2 separate regions of the Mus musculus genome follow, and region 1 is linked to region 2. Evidence: chromatin contacts called from public promoter capture Hi-C data. All regions are on one chromosome and are shown on one strand. The core of a region is the stretch at or near the end of the contact, and the rest is flanking DNA. Distances in the headings are between cores, read along the strand shown.

Evidence for each region. Promoter capture Hi-C pulls out the DNA fragments that hold promoters and counts their contacts.
Region 1: a contact with region 2 is called in a promoter capture Hi-C map of liver, with 2.2 times the contacts expected there. The contact joins the enhancer-like site here to the promoter of Per3 in region 2. A contact is called at or near these places in 6 of 39 promoter capture datasets (3T3-L1-derived adipocytes, the C10 cell line, cranial neural crest and 3 more) and 1 of 115 datasets of contacts at active chromatin or transcription factors (the 230-238 cell line).

What each region holds. Positions count from the first base shown.
Region 1 is chr4:151,786,469-151,789,586 of GRCm38.p6, reverse strand. All of the region lies in intron 3 of Camta1 (calmodulin binding transcription activator 1), which reads left to right. Among named protein-coding and RNA genes, the nearest start is that of Gm52710, 52 kb to the right of the region's middle. Within about 2 kb of position 1,631, at least 11 of the 459 cell types and tissues checked have an H3K27ac peak or open chromatin away from gene starts, as enhancers often do. A contact at or near this core is called in liver, where this site is marked.
Region 2 is chr4:151,042,814-151,046,097 of GRCm38.p6, reverse strand. It overlaps Per3 (period circadian clock 3), which reads left to right and starts at 1,433. Exons shown (of 21, transcript NM_011067.3): 1 at 1,433-1,990; 2 at 2,394-2,539. The coding sequence starts at 1,866. Gm38529 reads right to left here and starts at 1,245. Exons shown (of 2, transcript XM_017320565.2): 1 at 1,070-1,245.

The DNA of each region.
Region 1 (3,118 bases), core at 382-2,881, 740 kb before region 2:
TCAGACAGTAACAGAACTGCCCTAAGCTTAGTAAGGCTTCACTGGAAACAGTGGCTTCTTTAATCCTGGCTGTGTGCTGAAGAGTCCCTTGCATAATTGGTTAAAACTTGGATAAATGGTCTACCCTTGTTCTGATCCTTTCCTAGCTGGGAACTACTGATCAGAAATCCTGGACGTTTACTTTATAAAGAAAGAGAAAAGCAGGTAAATGATGTGCACACATGGAAATGTGTCTGTCTGGAATATCTGGGCCAGTGCTGTTCCTTCCAGAGCAGATTACACTGAAAACTAAAATGGCTCTCTCTGCTGGTTTAGATGTTCAACCAACACTAGCCAGTGCCTGGAGCCTCTGCCATTGCTCTGCGAAATAGCCCTGAGTGAGAAGCCATCAGAGAAGCCAGCATTGTGCTTACGTTCTGAGGTTCCTGAGTAGAGGTCTCTGGTTCCATTTCGGTTGCTATGATATAAAACCAAAAAACTTACAGAAATCATCTTAGGGGGAAAAGTGTTTATTTTAGCTTAAAACTTGCAGCTGTAGTCCAGCACTGTGGGGAAGTCCTAGCAGAGCTTGAGCCAGCTGGTCACATCAGGTCACATCAGGTCCTCACTAGAGCTTCGAGCAGCACACCCTGAACCTAGTGCTAAGCCGGCGCTGGTACTTAAGAGTCAGGGACTGAGCTACCCGCTTGCAGGCTGGGTCTTTCATATTAATTAAGGTATCAAGACAGTCCCTGACCAGTGTACTCACAAGACAACCCGGTCTAGAGAGTTCCTCGTCAAGACCATCCTCCTAAGTGCTAGGCTGTATTAAACAACTAGAACTAAGCACCAAGGGCCATTCTTGTTTCCTCGTTCTGCCACCTTTCTTTTCTCTCATGTCTTCAACATTTAATTTTCCTTTCTCCTTTCTTCCTCCATAGCTCTGCACTGTCTCCCCCGACCCCCCAGTAAATCCCTGATGTTTACAGTGTATCTATCATCACAGTGTAATATATTTACAAATCCTCCAAGGGGGTCCCAGCACATAGTAGATGTTCCAGTGGGCTTTTAAAAGTATGTTTTGGTATTTTTTTTAAAGGAGTAGGTACCACCCTTCATTAGTCTGAGTATCCTTAGGCTGTGTTTACGGTCATCTATCCTGATTTCGTTCATCTTGAGGACTTTGGTAATTTGCCACATGGCTTTATTCAGTAGGCTGAGAAACACCATGCTTTAAGTCACCAACCAGTGTCACTTAGGCACTAGGATAAGCTGGTGTTGTTTTGGCGGCTTCTTACCTTGGGCTTCTGTATAGCTGCTGTGTAAGCTTTTAAACTGCAAGGAAGCTGATCACCCCTTGATGCTGGTGATGAGGAGTCTGCTGTGGAGAGGGAAAGGCCTTCACACCCACTGCCTCTTCTGCTGCCCCACCAGTCCTGTTAGGGTGGAGCAGCAAACATGGCAGCACCGAAGCTAGCCATTAACTGCCTGCCTCCAGCAGAGTTGGTAGAGTCGTCAGAGTAATTAATCTTCTGCTTTCCCTCCACAAGAGCGAGTGACTTAAGGTTAGGGTGGTTCTGAGGGAAGCAGAGGCCTCGGGCTGGAGTGTGGTGGCTCTGTGCGAGTCTCTAGAGCTGAGTATTTGGCCTAGGTGCCACCTGGTGACCTTGGCGGCCCTCCTGATGACCTTTGCCCTTGTGGCTGTGGGAAGTGCTCTGTGTCATTCCCCATGAAATTCTGCCTAAGCTGAAGGGTGTTGATAAAGAAGATGGCGTCAGACTTAGGGGGATGTCATGGAAACAGCAGCATCTTGTAGTTCTCATCCCCAGTTACTGACTCCACCAGAAGATGATGGCCATAGTCCTGTGGGAGTGGCTGACCCCTTACTTCCAGTCCTCTTCTGTCTCCTGTGCAGATTCTGTTTCTTATTCCTTCATCTTTCTAGAGATGGTGCCAAGAGGACAGGTCGAGGAACAGGTGAAATTCCTGGCCCAAGTCTTGTCTCTGGGTCTCGCCTGCTGGGCTCCGGCTCCCCTTAGGCCTCTGGCACACGTTCCTGCACATAGTAGACACTCAGCGAATACAAGCTCTTCATTTCTCATTAGTGCAGGTAATTAAGAGCAGGAGCTGATAGACTACACATATCTGTGCAGAGATATATCTGTAATTAAAGTTTTAATTAAAGAAATACCAGGCCAGGCAGATGGTTCTTATCCCCACATCCTGTAAACCTAAGAGCTGTGTCGTCTCGATCCTGCAGACAAAGGCAAGAGCAGCAGCCTCCATGGTGGTACCAGAGGGGAGAGGGAGTCTCACTAGCTGGCCGTAATCTAATTTTGGTAGCACTCTATGTGATGACACTTCTGGGGGTAATCATTGCAGTCTGATATGGAAAGACAATACATCACAGGGACGTCCTGACCAGAGCTTTTAAGCCTCCAGTCAAGGGCATTACCGCAGCCAGCTGGTGGATCACAAGGCATGTGGTCTGTGCCGGGTTACAAAAGCTGACAGAGGGTTATTTAGGATCATCAGCTAAATACAGTGCTAAAGTAGAGCAGCGGCGTCCTGGTGCTTTAGGTGCTGCCGCGGTAGAGCAGTGCAGAGTTGAGATGTGACTTACGCTGCCTGCCACACAGCAGGCCTCTGCTATGTCACTGTGACCTTAATGGTTAATCAAGTATAGAATTTAACACACACAACAACCACAACGGCTAACAGAAAAGATCTGTCTAGATCTTACTACTATTCAAGACCTCCCAGTGACCTCCATCTGCTCCCATGACCATCACAAGAAGCCAGAGCCGTACAGGGAAGTCCTGTGTAGGGTGCACGGCATCTTACTGTGACCTCTTGGGCCTCTGCTGCTAGGTTTCATGTACTCAGTCTGGCACGGGGCTGAAGGCATCATTGCAGGTGTGGCAGTTCTGTACAGCACTGCTCCACTCATGCCTCATTTGCTGCTGTGCAGCACCAGTCCTGAAGACTTGTACTTCACAGGCTTAGCTCAGAGCTTAGAAGCCTTGTCCTACCTTTGCTGAGCACTGGGTCACTCCCCCTCTGCCATCCCTTCTGTATGGCTTCCCCCAGAAAGAGCCATATGTAGTGTATTATTTATCTCAGGATGGTAAAACTTGAT
Region 2 (3,284 bases), core at 184-2,683:
CACAAGGATGGCCTGAAAGGGACAGTGCTTTTCAGTTCTGTTAGCCCACCCATTTCCCCCACCCCAAAGGATCACTCAGATTCAGTTCCCCTTCTCAGCGGCCCTCCCTTACCCTCCAGCCTGTTCCCTGGGGCTCTTGCCTCCTTCCTCTGTCCTTCCCATTCCTACCAGTTTATGTCCTACCAGCATCTTAGGCTTTCTTGACTTTGAGGCATCATCCATGTGTTGTATGTTGAGTATGAGAGAATTTGGTTCTGTCCTCAGTACAATAATCCCTGCCCACATGTGCACCCAATGGTCGTACAATGAATGTTTCTTGAAGAACTCAGGAGTAGAGTAATCCAGTGTGGAGAAAGACTTTTTTTAAAAATCGGTCATTTGCCCAATATGAAATGTGGATACTTGCTCTCTGGCATTTTCCCCTTCTCCTTTGGCCTGAACACTTTCATTCATCCAACAAATACTTAGTGTATTTTTTTAAAGATCTTATTATTTATGTGGTGTATGTCTGGATAGCGTATGCTCACTGTGCAGGTGTCTTGATGGATGAGGGCATTGGATCTCCTATAACTGGAATTACAGGCACTTTGTGAGACACTGATAGAAGATGCCTGGGAACCATCCAAAGGAAGAGCAGTAGGTGCTTAACTCTCAAGTGCTGTGCCATCTCTCCACCCACTACCGAGTGTGTTCTTGATGTACCCAGGCAGCAGAAGGCTGGAGCTCTGCCCTGTACCTTTCGTTTCTGAAGGGTAGAGACAGTTATGTAAAAGGAGCATCCTGGCTGTTTCCTCGAAAACAGAGCGTCGCTTACAATACTATCTAACTCCTGTTGCCAAATGAACCTGTAACTCGAGGGCAGCCAAGGACCTTACCTTGTACCATTAAACTTGTATTTCTGAAAATACGGTTGGATTCTACCTGGGTTCACTCACCTATATTGGCGGGTGGGAGAAAGCAGCAAGTTTTGGAAAGATGAAAACAATGGGAACCCCAAAGCACTGCATTCCTGGGATACCGGGGAGCCCCAGAGGCCTGCGGACTCACAAGCGCCACCGGGTCCACTTACCTGTTGGCTGCGCGGACCCCGCCCTCCCGTGACTGACAGCCCCAAGGCCACGCCTCCGGGAAGCCCGGCAGTAGACTTGCGCGGCCCGGCCCTGTTGTCTTCCAGGCCACTCCACTTGGCCAGGATTGGCCGAGAGCCGCCCTCGCCCGACCCGCGCGTTATGTAAGGTACTCGGGGGCCTTTGCACCCGCCCACCCGCCCGCGGTTATGTAACCCCCGCCGTGCACGACCTGCACCCCGCCCTCTGACCAATGGGAGCTCGTGTTGCCGGTAACAGCGACCAATCGCGCGGCGAAGGGGCGGGACCGGATCCCTGGCGCGCAGGGGGCGGGGCCGGCGGCCACTGGGCACGCGGACGGCCTCGAGACTGGACTGCCCGCGGGTGGGCGAGGCTCTGCGGGGCGGCGGCGAGTTGCTCGGCTGGCGGGACGCCTGCGAGCCCGCACGGCCGGGCGCTGCTGCCCCTGCCTTCTGCCCGGTCACGCCGGACGTTGCTCTCTGAGGTGTTTCTCGATGCTCGCCGGCTTCCCAGCAAGGACGGTGGAAAAGTTGTTGCAGGCTGACCGCGCTCCCTGAGAGCCCCGCTGGTGGTCCGTCCAGCCAGCTTCCGCCATCGAGCTGTCGCTGTAGCTCGTCACCCCAGCAGAGTCTGTGGAAATGCTGAGGAGAAAAGTGCCCCTCAGATGAGCGTGGTCGGCGACCAGTCTTTCCCGAAGGCGATGGCAGGGACCAAAACAAGCCGGGTTTGGTTGCTAGCTGCAAACTGAGAGAAGCAGGCTGAGGGCTGCCAGGCGGGATGGATCCCTGTGGAGACCCGGCAGTACCTGGTGGCGACTGTCCCCAGACTAGGGGACCGGGGCTCCAGGGGGCGTCTGGCCAGGAGGGTCCTCTGCAGGGCACTTGCGTGGACAGCAGCCACAGGTGACGCTAGGAAGTCTCCCCACCACCCTCTGTGTTTATTGTCCTTCCCTGGAGCAGGGAAAGCAGGATTTACAACTTTTTATTGTATTTTTGATCCCGGGGACGCGGTAGGGGGGGGAGGCGACCTGAAAGGGAACTTCCAAATAGTTCGGTGAGGATTGATGGGAGGGGGAATGTTACTAAACTAAATTACCAGAGTACGGAAAGAAAGAGGAAAGTGGTTAAAGAATTTGACGGAGTTGGGACTGAAGGGAGAATGAAAGTGTAGAATGTCCCCTACCTGGAAGAGAAAGGGCATTAAACCTGTGACCTGGGCTAGTTGAGGTGGCCAGACATCCCTAAAAATCAGATATTCCTTGAGTGTCCACCATTACGGTTTCTTGTTTGTTTTTTTCCTATTCAGTGAACACGAAGACCGAAACAGAATGTCTGAAGAGCTTATAATGGTTGTCCAAGAAATGAAAAAGTATTTCCCAGCCGAGAGGCACACTAAGCCCAGTACCCTAGATGCTCTTAACTATGCCCTGCGCTGTGTACACAGTGTGCAAGGTAAATGCATTGCAGCGAATAGGGTGGCGCTGGGCTCAGTCCTCATGTGCAGTGGAACTCCAGCCTCCAGAGGCTTGGGCTTTATTTGTAGCCAAGACAAGCAAGTCTAAAGCTGATGTAAGTGGTGCTTTAGGCTTTCCAAGTTTGAAAAGCCAGCAGAACGTTATTTGTCTGACAGTTTAGTAACTGTGCAATATTGTGCCTATCTGTTGCAAGAGTAAAGAGTTGAGCAGTTTAAGTAAAACTCAGAGGACTTTTTCAAGGAGCATTGCCTTCCATGGAGATTACACGAGCAAATACATGTCTGGGTTGTTTTTTTCTGTCATGCACACACTTTGGAAATGCAGTTGTAGTATATACAAAATAGACTAAATCAAAGAACAAATGTTTTTCCTTCCCCCAGCAGAAACCGCTTTGCTCAGTCTGTGATCAATAGTTTGTGAATTCTAGTGTTTCCTCCATTAAAAAAATATATGTGTGTATCTGGACTTTGATTTTATTAACTAGCTTTAGAACTTCTAGTGAATCTTGCTCCTTGTAACCCAGAGCAGGCAGGATTCATAAAACTCATAGTCTTGAGTTTGCATACCTAACCTTGCATTCCTAACCATATCCTTGATGCAAACAAAAAAATCACCTGGTTTTGAGGGAAACCCACGTAAGGGATCGTCATCTAAGGAAATACACCAACCTTAGCGTGCTGAGAAATGACTTCTTAAAGATACGCTTGTCACCACTCTGTGTG